2 separate regions of the Rattus norvegicus genome follow, and region 2 is linked to region 1. The links are chromatin contacts, called in public Hi-C maps. All regions are on one chromosome and are shown on one strand. Each heading gives the region's core, a stretch centred on a gene start, on an enhancer-like site or on the middle of the called end of the contact. The rest is flanking DNA. Distances are from core to core; before and after follow the strand shown. Region 1 has its middle 82 kb from the start of Fabp5. Region 2 has its middle 67 kb from the start of Pag1.

Region 1 (6,976 bases), core at 1,852-4,351:
AAGCTCATGGACAGCGAGTATTTCATAGCTCAGTGCTCAGCGGAGCTCAGAGCGCTGTGACTGTCTGCAGGGTTAGTAAATTTAGCTTCCAATGAGCTAACATCCAAGAATCCAATGGGTTTGGCCCATTTATTATAATTGTCCTTAACTATTCCAATAATCCAGCATAGTTCCTGGCTAAAACACATGTAGACTGGGGCTCAGAAAGAACTGTAGCTTCAGCATTCATAATTGTAACTATCAACTCTAAATAGGTCCTTTAGAAAGGCAGTAGGAGGCGTGAAACGGAGAATAAAAGCCATTTGGTCTTGAGAAGCATGAAGTATAAAATGGTGGTCGGATCATCAGAACCTGTTGTTTGAAGCGTCTTCCAATGGTTGATTCTAAAAACAAAAGAGATCCAACCAAACAACAGCAAAAGTACCCACAATCCTTGGGGAAATTAAAAGTTTCTAAAACTCAGTTTTATTATTCATCTTCCTGATAATGAGAATAAATTTAAGGTGATCTTGCAAATTTTGGAGTACTTCACACTGAGTTATACTGTTAGTGGGTAAGTTCCCCACTAAGACTCAATCCTTCTGAGAGACCCCAGAACTTATGAACCTAATTAAGTATACACATCTCCTAGTGCAATTCTCCTGATTGTCTCCTTCCCTAAAGGGGTAGTCAGCTTCGTTCCAAGCAAGCAACTGTAGCTGGTAAAATAAAAGGGACATGAAATACAGCCGTTGCTTGCTACCAGCAGTTAGCCAGAACCCCGCCCCCATGGATACTCAAATCTGGGGCACGCAAGGCTTCTATAAAATAGTGTAATGTTTGCATATGACTGATCACAGTCTCATATATGTCCATTTTAAGTTTGGAGTGTGTGTGTGTGTGTGTGTGTGTGTGTGTGTGTGTGTGTGTGTGTGAATGTTACAGCACACATGTGGAAGTCAGAGGATAACTTGTAAGATCTGGTTCTCTCTTTCCACCATACGGATCCTGGGGGTAAATTCAGGTAGGTGTGGCAGCCAGCACATTTAACTGCTGACACATTGCACCAGCCCTCCTGTATACTTTCAATCATTCCTAGATTATTTTAAATGAACTGTAAATGCTATGTAGGCCATTGCTATACTTCATTGTGTGAGAAATAAGTACAAACATTGAAGACTATATGTGTTCAATGCAGATACTACTGGAGGTCTAACTCTACTCTGGGCCTGTGGTGGCTGAACCTGTGGGAGAAACCCCATGCATATGAGTGCCCAACTGAGATCAGTTGTGAGAAGTCACAGGTGATTAATCACACAGTAAAGATATGAAAACAATACCAGGTTAAAAAAAAAGACAAAGTACTTATAGATACACAACTAAAGACTAATTTTCAGATAAAATGAACAATTTTCCCAAATATTTTCTGAAAATTTTGAAGGGTTCTCAAAAACTAAAGTTATTTTAAAAAATTACCTAAACCAAGATTTATATTCTTAATTTGTTTATGATATTTAGAGCATGCTAATAAAATCAGGAGTGATTAATAGTGGCTATATTTTCAGCATTGGGAGGGAAATGTAACACTTGAAATTTACTATATTTGAATTAAAATATTTATGAAGAGTATAAAGCTTAGGGTCTAAAAAGTTTGACTGTAAGACATGGCTGCATATCACAGGCATAAAATATGTAAGAGCATTTGGTATATTCCAGCGGGAAGATAAACTTGGGAGCTGTTACTTTTAAGAAATTTTGGGGGCTGGGGATTTAGCTCAGTGGTAGAGCGCTTACCTAGGAAGCGCAAGGCCCTGGGTTCGGTCCCCAGCTCCGAAAAAAAGAACAAAAAAAAAAAAGAATTTTTAGTGCAATAATTTAGAGGAAACACCACTATTATAAAGACACGGTCTACAGCAATCTATTAAGCCATCTGGTTGGTTGTGTGGGTGAAGTTACAGTCCAGACTAAAGAAAGGCACCCATCAGTCCACGTCTTCTCTCCACACATGGGTATCTGACACCAGAACCAATGTGTTGACCAACGACCACTGTGTGTCTGCAGACCTTCTCTGAGACTCGTGCCCCAGCTCGTTTAGGAACATGTATCTGTCTCCAGGATTGAATCACATTAGCTCCAAACAGAAATACACAATACGCTCAAGGCTTGAAGGCTTAGACTACACAGTCATTGGCAAGGCACAGGCAACTCGTTCTGCAGTTATGTGGGAGTAGGGCGTTCTTCCAAGAGAAGCAGTTTCATGATGGACTTCTAGACACAAGAGCTTCTAAGCCCTCTTCTATAAGGGGAATCAAGAAAGATACTTTCCCATGGGAAGTCACAGCAACTGATCCAGACTGCCTGAAAAGAGATAAAACTCTACTTCTATCTCCAAGGAGAACGTTTCTCTTCCTCTAGCTCACATCCATGCTAGACGTGACAGGATGTGGTTACCACTACAGAGAGACGTCAGTTGCAGCTTATTTTCTGTTATAACAAATACTTGAGACTGGAAAACGATCAAAGAGAAAAATGCATTTGAACAAACTCTAAAAACTCAATACTGTGGCGCTGGCTTCTGACTCCATCACATCATGGTGTTTAAGTATCTTACCATGCGAGAGGTCATCGGTTGATGTTTTGCCCAGACAATTGTAAGCAGCCATGTGAGTGCTGAGAATTGGACCTGGGTCCTCTAGAAGACCAGCCATCTCTAACTGCTGAGCCATCTCTCCAGTCCCTTTCTTTTATTCTTCATTTTCTACTTCCACAGCTAGTTGTTTCCTACTTAGGCACCTTTTTCTTCATCCCCCCCCCTTTATGATTAAAAAAAAAGTACATTTCATTATAAATCATTCCCAAGAAAATGGATGATCAGGAGTAAAGAAACTAGAGTGCACCTGTGAGGGCTTAGGGGATCAGACAGTGTTTGACTGAAAGATCTACCCAGTTTGTGCAGATTTAATGAAATAAGGGAAGAGAAGAGACTGTAATACTAGTGCTATGTTCAGTGAGGTACAAGGATTAGCAGGCAACTGTCACTTGGCCTTACCCCTGAGGGAGAAAGCATGAGCAAGAAGGAGCCTTCCCATCTGTCCCCGCTAAAGCCTTACCAGCAGTTACTCATGCTCAGGACATCACGACTATGTGTGCACATGACAGCCGGCTAGGGACACGACTGTTTGGCTCCTTGTGTTTCACAAGAGAAGTGGCACCGTGCCCACTCATCCAGGAAAGCTGTTCTTTTTCTCCGTTTCAGGTCAGACAAAGTTCAGTAGCAACTGCGCAGACTCAGAAGGGCCCAGCGGCACCAGACCCTTCTCACAGGAAGGACCCAATACCCCTTGTCCAGTCCATCCAGGAGATGAGACTTTCTTTTTTTTTTCCTTTGGTTCTTTTTTTCGGAGCTGGGGACCGATCCCAGGGCCTTGCGCTTCCTAAGCAATCGCTCTACCACTGAGCTAAATCCCCAACCCCTGAGATGAGACTTTCTATGCCTGCCAATGTATCCATAGACAGAGACCTACTTCCCTGGGCCTTGGAGATATCATTATGTGCTGGAGTAATATTTGAAAGTAAAGTTGATTTTTTTCCCCTAGACAACAGAAATTGCTTAGGAGAAACACGGAGCTAGACAATGTATTATCTACCAACATCCTAAGTTAACACGTCTTTTCTGATGCAGGAGCCTAGTGCATGCTGAGTCAACTTTCTTCCACCGAGAGACATCCTAAACCCTTAGCTTTCTAAACAATGCTTCTGTTTTCCATATTAAACCCAGTCCGTGAAATGGCAGATGGTAATGGCTAAAGAGCCCAACTCAGCAAATAGAAAACACCCACTCCAGGGTCTTAGTGACTGTCTTTCTAGAATCTTCCACAGATTTCTCTTCCTTCTAAAGAACAAATCATTAAGAAGCTGGTGTTAACCTCATATTTTGTGAACTAATGATTTGGTGGTTTGAAAGAAAATAGCCTCCATAGGCCCATAGGGAATGGCAGTATTAGGACATGTGGCCATATTGGAATAGGTGTGGTCTTGGAGAAACTGAATCACTGTGGGGGTAGGCTTTGAGGTCTTATATCCTCAAGCTATGCCCAGTATGGTTTACAGTCTCCTTCTGTTGCCTGCAGATTAAGATGTAGAACTCTCAGCTCCTCCAGCACCATATCTGCCTGCACGCCACCATGCTTTCTGTCATGATGATAATGGACTGAAACTCTGAAACTATAAGCCAGTCTCCATGAAATGTTCTCCTTTATACGAGTTGCTGTGGTCATGGTGTCTCTTCACAGCAATGAAGTCCTAACTAAGACAAGTGTGAAGCCAGAGTTGCTGGTTTTACCTCCATGGGTCAAGTCATTGTATTCAAACAGAGGCATGATGCAGCATCTCCAGGTTATGGCCATTCTTCTTCTGACACCATGTCAATGTAAATCTTCCTAGATTCTTTCCTTAACTCAGTTAGGCACTGTACTGGCATCAGAATAATTGACCAGGACAATTACAGATAATAACAGTAAAAGAAGGTTTAGCAGGCTGCACGGTGGTAGTCTTTTCTGATAATGTCCTCTTTATACGTACAGCTCACTTTCCTAATTGTCTTTACACCCCTGTCAAGCACTGAGGTGTGTGAGGCCACTGTGGAACATCCGCCTTCCTGAAGACGCGCCGTCTTACAAGTGTCATCACTCCTTATACAGACTCGCAGGTCAGCTCCACAGTGAGTTAATTCCCCAAGAGGGAAATGGGAGACAGTTGCTAAGTGTCAGTCCCAAGACAAATCAGTTACCCAGCGGGAGTCAGGACTCCTGCACTCCGTCAGCCCATTCATTCAATGGGGGCATTACCCCCAGTTGTTTCCAGGGCTCTTCAGAAGATGCCTGATATTGTCACTGTAGCCCAAGTCTTAGCTTAAATAGGCAGCGTGTTTAACACACCTGCGTGACCTATTGCAGTAGCTTTCAACTTAGTTTCAAACCAAGCTTTCACAAAAACGAGTCCAGAGCACTACAAGGAATGACCATAATTAGAAGCTTTAAGTCCGGAAGCCCTCACAATCAGCATTGATGTGGGAAACTCACAAAGTACTCTTTTTTTGCCATCTGGGGAACAGAAGAGCTTAGTTAATGGGCACGGAGGTTGTCGCACTGGCACTAAAGCACCTTTGGCCATGGTCCCCGCAATTCTTAGAGTCTATCCAAAGTTGAGTTTTGTCAACACTTGGACGGAAGCCCTACAGAGAAAACCCCAGGTGTGGCAAGAAGTCTGCTGGTGATTCATTGGCTGGCATCCTCCCTTTATCGTGAATAACTAACCCAGCATGCCAGCATTGACATTCTGCCCGTTCCAAAGGCTTCGGCAATTTGTATGGCTTTAAAGGGGGACTCATGCTAAACTATTGATCATAAACACAGTGGAGATAACACAAGGAACTTGGAACCTGGTTGTAGCTACAATTCAGAGTTAATTTGGCTAAATAATTTCTGCAGTGGCCTTCGGGATTTTATACAGAGAGAACTTTCTGCTCATTTCTCTATAAAATTACAATTTCTAAGAGCCTTATAGCTATAACTATGAAGTCATATCTTGACGAGTTTCAGAAACAATTTCCGCATATGAGAGAATTCTTTAAATATCTCCCTAGAACAAGATTCAAATGCAGATTGTTGGCAGGCCTGGACTAGGAGAGACAGTTCTGAGGAATAGCATTTGCAGACAGATGTGAGGGGTTTTTGCCTCCACGCCTCTTGGTGTATGTTCTGAGTATCCTACATTCAAGCCTTCCTGTTATCGGGCCATGAACGGTGAGGATTAGAATAATGTTTTTCTGTCTACACGAAGATAGCAAGGGAGCAGCCATGTTGGTCTACTACACTGAGTACAGCATGATTCAGCATGGTTCACTGTACAAAACACACAGTCTCTGCTATGGTGATGTGTTCACAGAAGTATAGGTTTCAAGCCGCTGAAGAAACTCATTTACAATATTTTTTTAATGAGGAAAGAGTCAGAGAGTGTGACTGAGCCCACAGTTTGGCCCTAATAAGAATTGTCCCCTGATGGAAGTCAATGGATTTGACAAAGCTGGAAAACTGACACTCAGAAACCAAAATGGCACATATATAAATATTCCAAAAATTCTTATTAGTACAATATTTTTTCTTTATTAACTTGAGTATTTCTTATTTACATTTCTATTGTTATTCCCTTCCCGGTTTCCGGGCCAACATCCCCCTAACCCCTCCCCCTCCCCCTCTATATGGGTGTTCCCCTCCCCATCCTCCCCCCACTACCGCCCTCCCCCCAACAATCACGTTCACTGGGTAGCACAATATTTTTTTAAAGAGAAATAGTTTCACACCTGGAAAAGATCTTAGAAATTAGTACTTCATACCTGAACTTGAAAATGAGAAATTCAAAGTTTGGGCTATTGTTCTTGAGAGAGGCTCCCTGTGTGCTGTGAAGGGTAAAAATGGAAGGTTCATGTTCCTGACCCTCAGAGGAAAGTGTCAGAGTAGTCGGTGCTAACTAGGTACCAGCAGGGGCCACGTGGCTAGGAAGCCCAGAACCTGTTTTAACTTTATCAGAACTTCAGTCTCTTTCCCTTTTAACATAAGTCTACACAGGGCGGGAGATTGTCTGCAGATAGCTTGACAGCTGGGGATGGCTGTTTCAGGCCGGAGTGTGAACTTAGAAGCTATTCATTCACATAGCAGCTCAGTAAACCATAGATCTTAAGTCACTGGTCTGTGCTTCAGCTTCCAAGTCTCTAAAGCTTGTCTATTAAACGACTTCAAAATACTTTCCTAGGCCAGATTTCTGTTTTCCTGATTAGCATGAATAACATGTTTGAAAACAATTTTGAAACTAGATATTTTTTTTCCTTGAAGAATATTCTATCAGTTTTAACTACTGGGTGTCATGGATTCATGAAAGCGTTTCTGTCCTCCCTGTCGTCAGCATGAGCCATGTTCTGCCTACCACTGTATATGGTTGT
Region 2 (6,476 bases), core at 1,194-3,693, 140 kb after region 1:
GGCCAGCAATCTCTGCCCTGGCATGGCTCCTCCCCATTCAGTCCATACCAGATTCTGGATTTAAGGTCGAATGCAAAAGTCTCAGGATATTAGTGCTTAGAGGGTCACATGTTTGCTGTCACTCATCTTCATTGTGTCCTTCTGACCTTCATTTCCTCTCCTGCCACCAAAGCAATGCTTTGATCCTGGCCTTCACATATACACATATACACATATACACGTATGTACAGATCAGGTCTGAAATCAACTTCTGTAGCGTCTTTCAGAGTAACTCTCCCTGATTGAGGACCCTGCTCATGATTCCCACACAGAGACCTCCGTGCCTTTGTACCCTGAAGAACTGACCCAGACACCTGGTTGTGCAGCCCTGTGGCCCAGGCCTGGGTACCCCTTCAGCATGTTTTACCCTGCTCTATGGGGCTGGATTTCTTTGGTTTGGTTTTTTTCAAGACAGGATTTCTCTGTGTATGCCTGGCTGGCCTAGAACTCACTCTGTAGACAAGGCTGGCCTCAAACTCAGAGATGTGCCTGCCTCTGCCTCCAGGTGCTGGGATACATGGGTTTAGCCACCACTGCCCAGTTCCAGGACTGGATTTCTTGAAGTGTTCTAGAATGTCATGCCTCTTAAGACAAACATGTACAAGCGAGACTCAGGGGACACTGTTCTCGCTTCTGAGAATGTTCTGGCCCCTAATTTCTCCATTAAGTCTGGAGCATCCTTCGAGAACCACCTCAGTTTCCTCTGAGAAGCTCTCCTTGACCCTCTAGGTTCTACGGGATCCATCCAGCTCATTAGCTGCGTCTTCATCACGCCCTGATGCTGTTATGAGCTTCCTTCCTGTGGAGGCTGAGCTGGAAGGCTGGGTGCTAATCCTGTCTTTGTACATCTAGGTACTGACTGTACCGTCAAGTTTCCACAGATGAAGCATCTCCAATGCTAATAAAGAAAAGACGTTCATGAAGAGAACTTGACCTCGGGCCGTTCTTTTCCTCTGACCTCACACAAGCATCTCTCTCCTCAGCAGCATAGCTTAGTTTTCTCTTTTCCTTTTCAAATCTATGTTTTAAGGAAATCACACCAAAGCCCATCCAAGGTCTCCTTCACTCTCCTGTTGATATCAGTGCTAAAGTACTGGCTACATTCTTTCTAAACTTGAAATCCAGTACCATTTTCACACAGGAAAAGAAGGTTCAGCCTGCCTTTATCACAGCTGTGGATGATGGTGGCCTATGCCGTGATGCTTAGTTTGGGAGTAACATTTAAATTGCCCAAACCCATTTGCAGGCTTCCGTTGTGCTGTGCTTTGGAAATGTGCGTCACATGTTCAGGTGTGTTTCCTGTTCCCTGGCTCTGGGAAGACAGAATCATTGCTCCCAGGGAGGTGTGGGCTCTCCGTCCAAAGCAACACTGCGTTTGTGAGAAGCCAGCTGACATAGTGATGAGCTGCTTGTTTGAGGAGCAAGGGAGAGATAATGGGATTCATTTTTAATTCATCCTGATTGTAGGCAAGAGCCTAGACCCTCTGAGGTAGCTTTGTAGTCAAAGGTTACTGCAGGGCACAGCAGAACTTCCAACAACTGCTCCCGCTGCTTTGCCTGTGAGGCGATGGCAGAGCTGAGGAAATGATGGCGCTTGCCAGCTTCTCTCTGAAGTTTGGCTTTTGGCTCAGAAACTTGAGGTTAACATCAGCATACACTGTTAGCTTTACTTTTGAGAGCAGTTCATTTTAATAGCGACCTGTCTGTATCTTGAAAAGCATCCAAAAGCAGCAACAAAGGTTTGGCTAGGAATCTAAATCTAAATTAGCTATCTCTGGGCTAGCAGTCCACAGAAAACTTTGCAGTCAGTCTCATTAATCTTTTATTTCTGCCTCCCCTCCCCCATGTTATATTCTAAATCATAAGAAAATATGTCTGTTCACTTCAGATAGTTTGGAATTTTTTTTAAGTTTCTTGGTTCACACATTACCCAGAGAGTAACCACTACTGCCAGGTTGGTTAATAGTCTGCTGACAGTTTCCCATAAGCCATTACAGACTTTAAGTACTCCTGTGGTGAAAAAAACAAAAACAAAAAAAACAAAAAAACAAAAAAAAACAACCTTCACAAACAGAATTACACAACAATTCCTTATTTACTCAGAGGGCAGAGTCACAGTAGTCAAGGCTTCGCCACTCTGCCTGGATCCACACTTTTTCCTCTTTCCAACTTTCCCCTCTTTGAGAGACATGAGCTACGACTTTTAAGAAGAAAGGAAGAAATGCAGGGCTTGAGGGCCCTTGGAAGCCTCTACTTGAGGTAGATACATGCACTCTCCTGTGGCAGGGAGCACCCATGGTCTTACACATAGGGCACGTTGGACTTGAAGATACACGTAGAGCTCAGGGCTGCCTATTGATTTTCCCTCTCGCATCAGTGTTTCCCGAAGAGCACAGATTTATTTATTCATAAAGCCGAGATGATGTCAGGCAGGAGTTACAGCGGTGTAAGTCCATGGTGCAGCCTCAACAGGGAGAGCTTTTGTAAGATTGAAAACTCAATGGGGTTGGGGATTTAGCTCAGTGGTAGAGCACTTGCCTAGGAAGCACAAGGCCCTGGGTTCGGTCCCCAGCTCTGGAAAAAAAAAAAGAAAAAAAAAAAAGAAAACTCAATGCATTGATGCCAGAGGGAACGGCATGGCTCTGGAGGCGCATGCCACTACACCTCCGTGCGAAAGAACAGCACAAGGTTAAACTCTATTTCTGCTTTTCCGAGCTGCTTGGCGTATGACTGCAGTATAACTGAAATATGACTGAAGCCCTGCCTTTGCCAGATTCGAACCATGAGCTGGCCGGGGGCAACACCGGCCATGACAGACACTAAGTCTGTCGGCTCACTTGCCCAAAAGTCACAGGAGGTGCTCAGCACACGTGTGTTCATGATATACGTTTATGTATTGCTTGTTTGTTAAAATACGTACATGGTTCTCTGTGCAGCTAAACCATACGCATCTTACACAATTGTGGTGGTTTGAATGAGATGCCCCTCGTATTCTCGGGCATTTGAATATATGGTCTCCAGTTGCTGACACTGTTTGGGGAAGCTTAGCAGGTGTGACCTTGCTCCAGTTTGCTCCCTCTGCCTCCCTGGTTGTGGTTTGAGATGTGAGCCCCCAGCCCCTGCTCCAATCAGCAAGTCTGCTGCTGCTTCCCCATCCATGATGGTGACTGACTCCCTAATTCCAGAACCCTTCCTTCTCTAAGCTCTGAATTAACCTTGTTTTCTATAAAGCTGCCTTTGTTATGGGGTTTTGTTATATGGAAAAGTAACTAAGACATTAATGCTAAAAGTGCTTCTCTTTTGTTGATAAGAGTATCTATCAAGTGAAAATTTGCTATTTAAAATTTGGCTTTTGAATTTATTTTTAAAAGCTACATGTCAGATGTTCCCTGTGTCCTAAACTGGTTGTTTTCTACTGGCTGAAAAACTCATCTAGTGGTAGAGTGTCATGACGTAGAATTCCAGACAGCAGGTTTTCTATGAACTCTTACCTTCACACAGTAGAGCTGGGTAGGGACACGGGTGACATAGACTCTGGCCTTATCTGCTTCTTGCCCTGGGTGACCCAAGGCAAGTTCCTGGATTCTCTGGGACTAAGGTCACTGGTTTAAAAACCAGTAAGTGGCTGCCTGTGAGCTGGCAAGCACTCACATCTTGGTTTCTGTAGTCTTCCACGGATCTAGCTCCTCTCTGCATTTCAAAGTAACTCATCGGTTTTAAAGAGGAAATGAGTGAGATAGGAGGGGTAGGTAGATGAGAATTATCCCTCTGGAAGAATATGGTTTATTCCAATTTCAATAATCTGCAAAGTCAGCTGCCAGCAGCTCCAACTCCCTTAGAAACTGCACCAGGAAGATATACCCTGGGAGTGGAGACTGGGTATGTCTCACATCCTGTCCTGACAGAGCCTAGGGCTCTAGCCCTTTGCCTGAGGTCAGGGTGGTCTGAGGTACTGTTCCCTTGAAACGGTAGCTAGTCTCTGCCCCATCGTGTTAGCTTGTGCTCTAGGCTTGGACAACGTGTGGATTGCACGTGTTCCAGAGTTCTTCCCACTGATTCCCAAGGGCACTGCTGTCTAGTGTATGAATGGGCCTCTTACTTCATGGGTAAGAGAAGAGTCTCAGAGTTGATTTCGGTGGTCTGCGGTGGATGTGACTACTTTAATGGGAAGGCCAGTTGCCCATGAAGACACACCAGGGGTGACCTGTGAAAAGACAAAGGGAAAAGCTGTTGAGAATCTCACCATCGTGTTGAGGACCACTTGCTGTTTCCTACACCACTTTAGCTAAGTCTGTAATGTCCCTCAACACGGTCTGCTTTATATTACTCAAATCTGGTCATTTGCCCTTGTAAAAATTAATTCTAAAGTTCTCTAAGGATAAACTAGGAGGTCATTCTCCTCAGAAGTAAGCCTGGCTCCATCAGGGGCTCCTTCGCTCCTGGCCCTTTCACCCCACAGATGAGCCCGGGCACAGTAGAGTGAGATGTGTCGTATCGCAGTGGTTATCCCACCCGAATTTCTAACCCTCTACGATGTTGAGCTCTGTACTGCTGGGATGGACTGTGATTTTTGGTACTTTCTGTGTGTCACTCAATTGTAGAAGAGCCTTCTCTGTGTGTGCCACAGTCAGTGCTGCAGGCTACAAAAGGCTATCCAGACGTCCCCTCGTGCCCAAGGGGTCTTCCGCGGCCATTGTGGGGATGGGTGAGCAGCGCCTCCCTGATTCCATGTGCGTGGAAACCTCATAAATACTGGTTTGTGTTTGTAAGACCATCTCCCCTTTGAGCCTTCTCCACCTCTGTCTGACTAAACTCAGAGGAAGACTTCAGCCATGAGAATTAGATCTCAGGACAGTGGCATTTGCTGGACAGTGGCTAGAGCCAGACTATGGACAGCCCAAGGAAGACCTGCTCAGACCTGGGAATTTGTCATAAAGATTTCGTCCCTCCCTCCCTGCCTCCCTGCCTCCCTGCCTCCCTCCCTCCCTGCCTCCCTGCCTCCCTGCCTCCCTGCCTCCCTGCCTCCCTGCCTCCCTGCCTCCCTGCCTCCCTGCCTCCCTGCCTCCCTCCCTCCCTGCCTCCCTGCCTCCCTCCCTCCCTGCCTCCCTGCCTCCCTGCCTCCCTCCCTCCCTCCCTCCCTGCCTCCCTCACTCCCTGCCTCCCTGCCTCCCTCCCTCCCTGCCTCCCTCCCTGCCTCCCTGCCTCCCTCCCTCCCTGCCTCCCTCCCTCCCTCCGTGTTTGCCCTCTCTTCCTACTCCCAGCTCTCCAGACTAATATTCCCACTACATCATTGTAAGATTGCCTCCCACGAGTGAAGAAGGAGTCCTTGGTGTCTTGCTGTCACCTGAGGTGCTCAGGGAAGTTTGTGCTGTGAACCCAGAGCCCAGAGACCAGGCCTGTCTGGTGAGCATGTCTCCAGTTGCTCCTACAGCAGCAGCTCAGCCTCTTCCCACACGCCTTTTCTCTCGGCACAGACCTTCTCTGTGAGCCTCCCTATCCCTTTGTACCGTTATCTGTGTGCAAAATGGTGACAGCAGGTTCTTACGGGCCTGAGTCTACTAGAACCACACAGACTGACATGCTCTACCTGGCGTCGCTAGCAGAGATGACCCGGCTCCCTTGGGATGTTGTTTTAGATTTAAAGTTTCACTTCTTCCTGTGTCCTTGCAGTTACCGGACATGTGACAGAAGCAGCTCAAGGAAGCAGGAGCTTTTACTCTGGCTCACAGTTTCAGGGCATAGTTGGTCGGGAAGGAATGCATGGCAGCTGAACACAGGCAGCTGTGTGCCCTGCATCCACATCAGAAAGCAAAAAGGGATTCTCCTTTGTAAACAGTCCAGGTTCCTAACTCAAGGAAGGGTGCCACTGACATTTAAGGGAGATCTTCCTGCCTCATTAACCTACTCTAAACACACACACACACACACCCCACGCATATACTCACATGCACACACACAAAACGCATATACTCACATGCACATTCACAAACACACGCACATGTGTACACACTCATGCCCACATGCACACTCTCACCAGTATACATACACACAGAGCCAGAGGCTTGTTCTCACAGTGACTCTAAATCCCACCCAGTTGGCCATCAAGCTTAGCCTTCATACTCAGGAAGGTTCTGGATAGTTTCTCTACTTATGTATCCTTTTCTTTTTCCTACCGCATTCCCATCTCCCTTTACCTGTTCTATTTCAAAGAAATGCCTGCAGTGCTCTTTGGCATAGCACATGGCCCAACCTGAAGCTCTAGTACTCCTTCAATACTATCAAAAGTATATATCCACTGCTCATGAGGTCAGCCATGGAGAATCTTGACCAATGTCAATGTGTTCCTGATAAAGACAAGGTTAGGCCTGTCAGTGGTGGCTTTAGCCACAACAAACCCAGCCAGCACTGACAAAAGCAAACCTTCCAGCATTTCCCAT

What was found. A called contact is a pair of places that touch in the nucleus more often than the background predicts.
Region 2: a contact with region 1 is called in a Hi-C map of hepatocytes, with 1.5 times the contacts expected there. The contact joins two enhancer-like sites. A contact is called at or near these places in 3 of 12 Hi-C or Micro-C datasets (hepatocytes, kidney and liver).

Annotation. Positions count from the first base shown.
Region 1 is chr2:93,754,695-93,761,670 of GRCr8, forward strand. No RefSeq gene overlaps it. Among named protein-coding and RNA genes, the nearest start is that of Fabp5, 82 kb to the left of the region's middle. Within about 2 kb of position 3,102, at least 11 of the 93 cell types and tissues checked have an H3K27ac peak or open chromatin away from gene starts, as enhancers often do. A contact at or near this core is called in hepatocytes, where this site is marked.
Region 2 is chr2:93,894,853-93,901,328 of GRCr8, forward strand. It overlaps a transcript of Pag1 not described here. Among named protein-coding and RNA genes, the nearest start is that of Pag1, 67 kb to the right of the region's middle. Within about 2 kb of position 2,444, at least 2 of the 93 cell types and tissues checked have an H3K27ac peak or open chromatin away from gene starts, as enhancers often do. A contact at or near this core is called in hepatocytes, where this site is marked.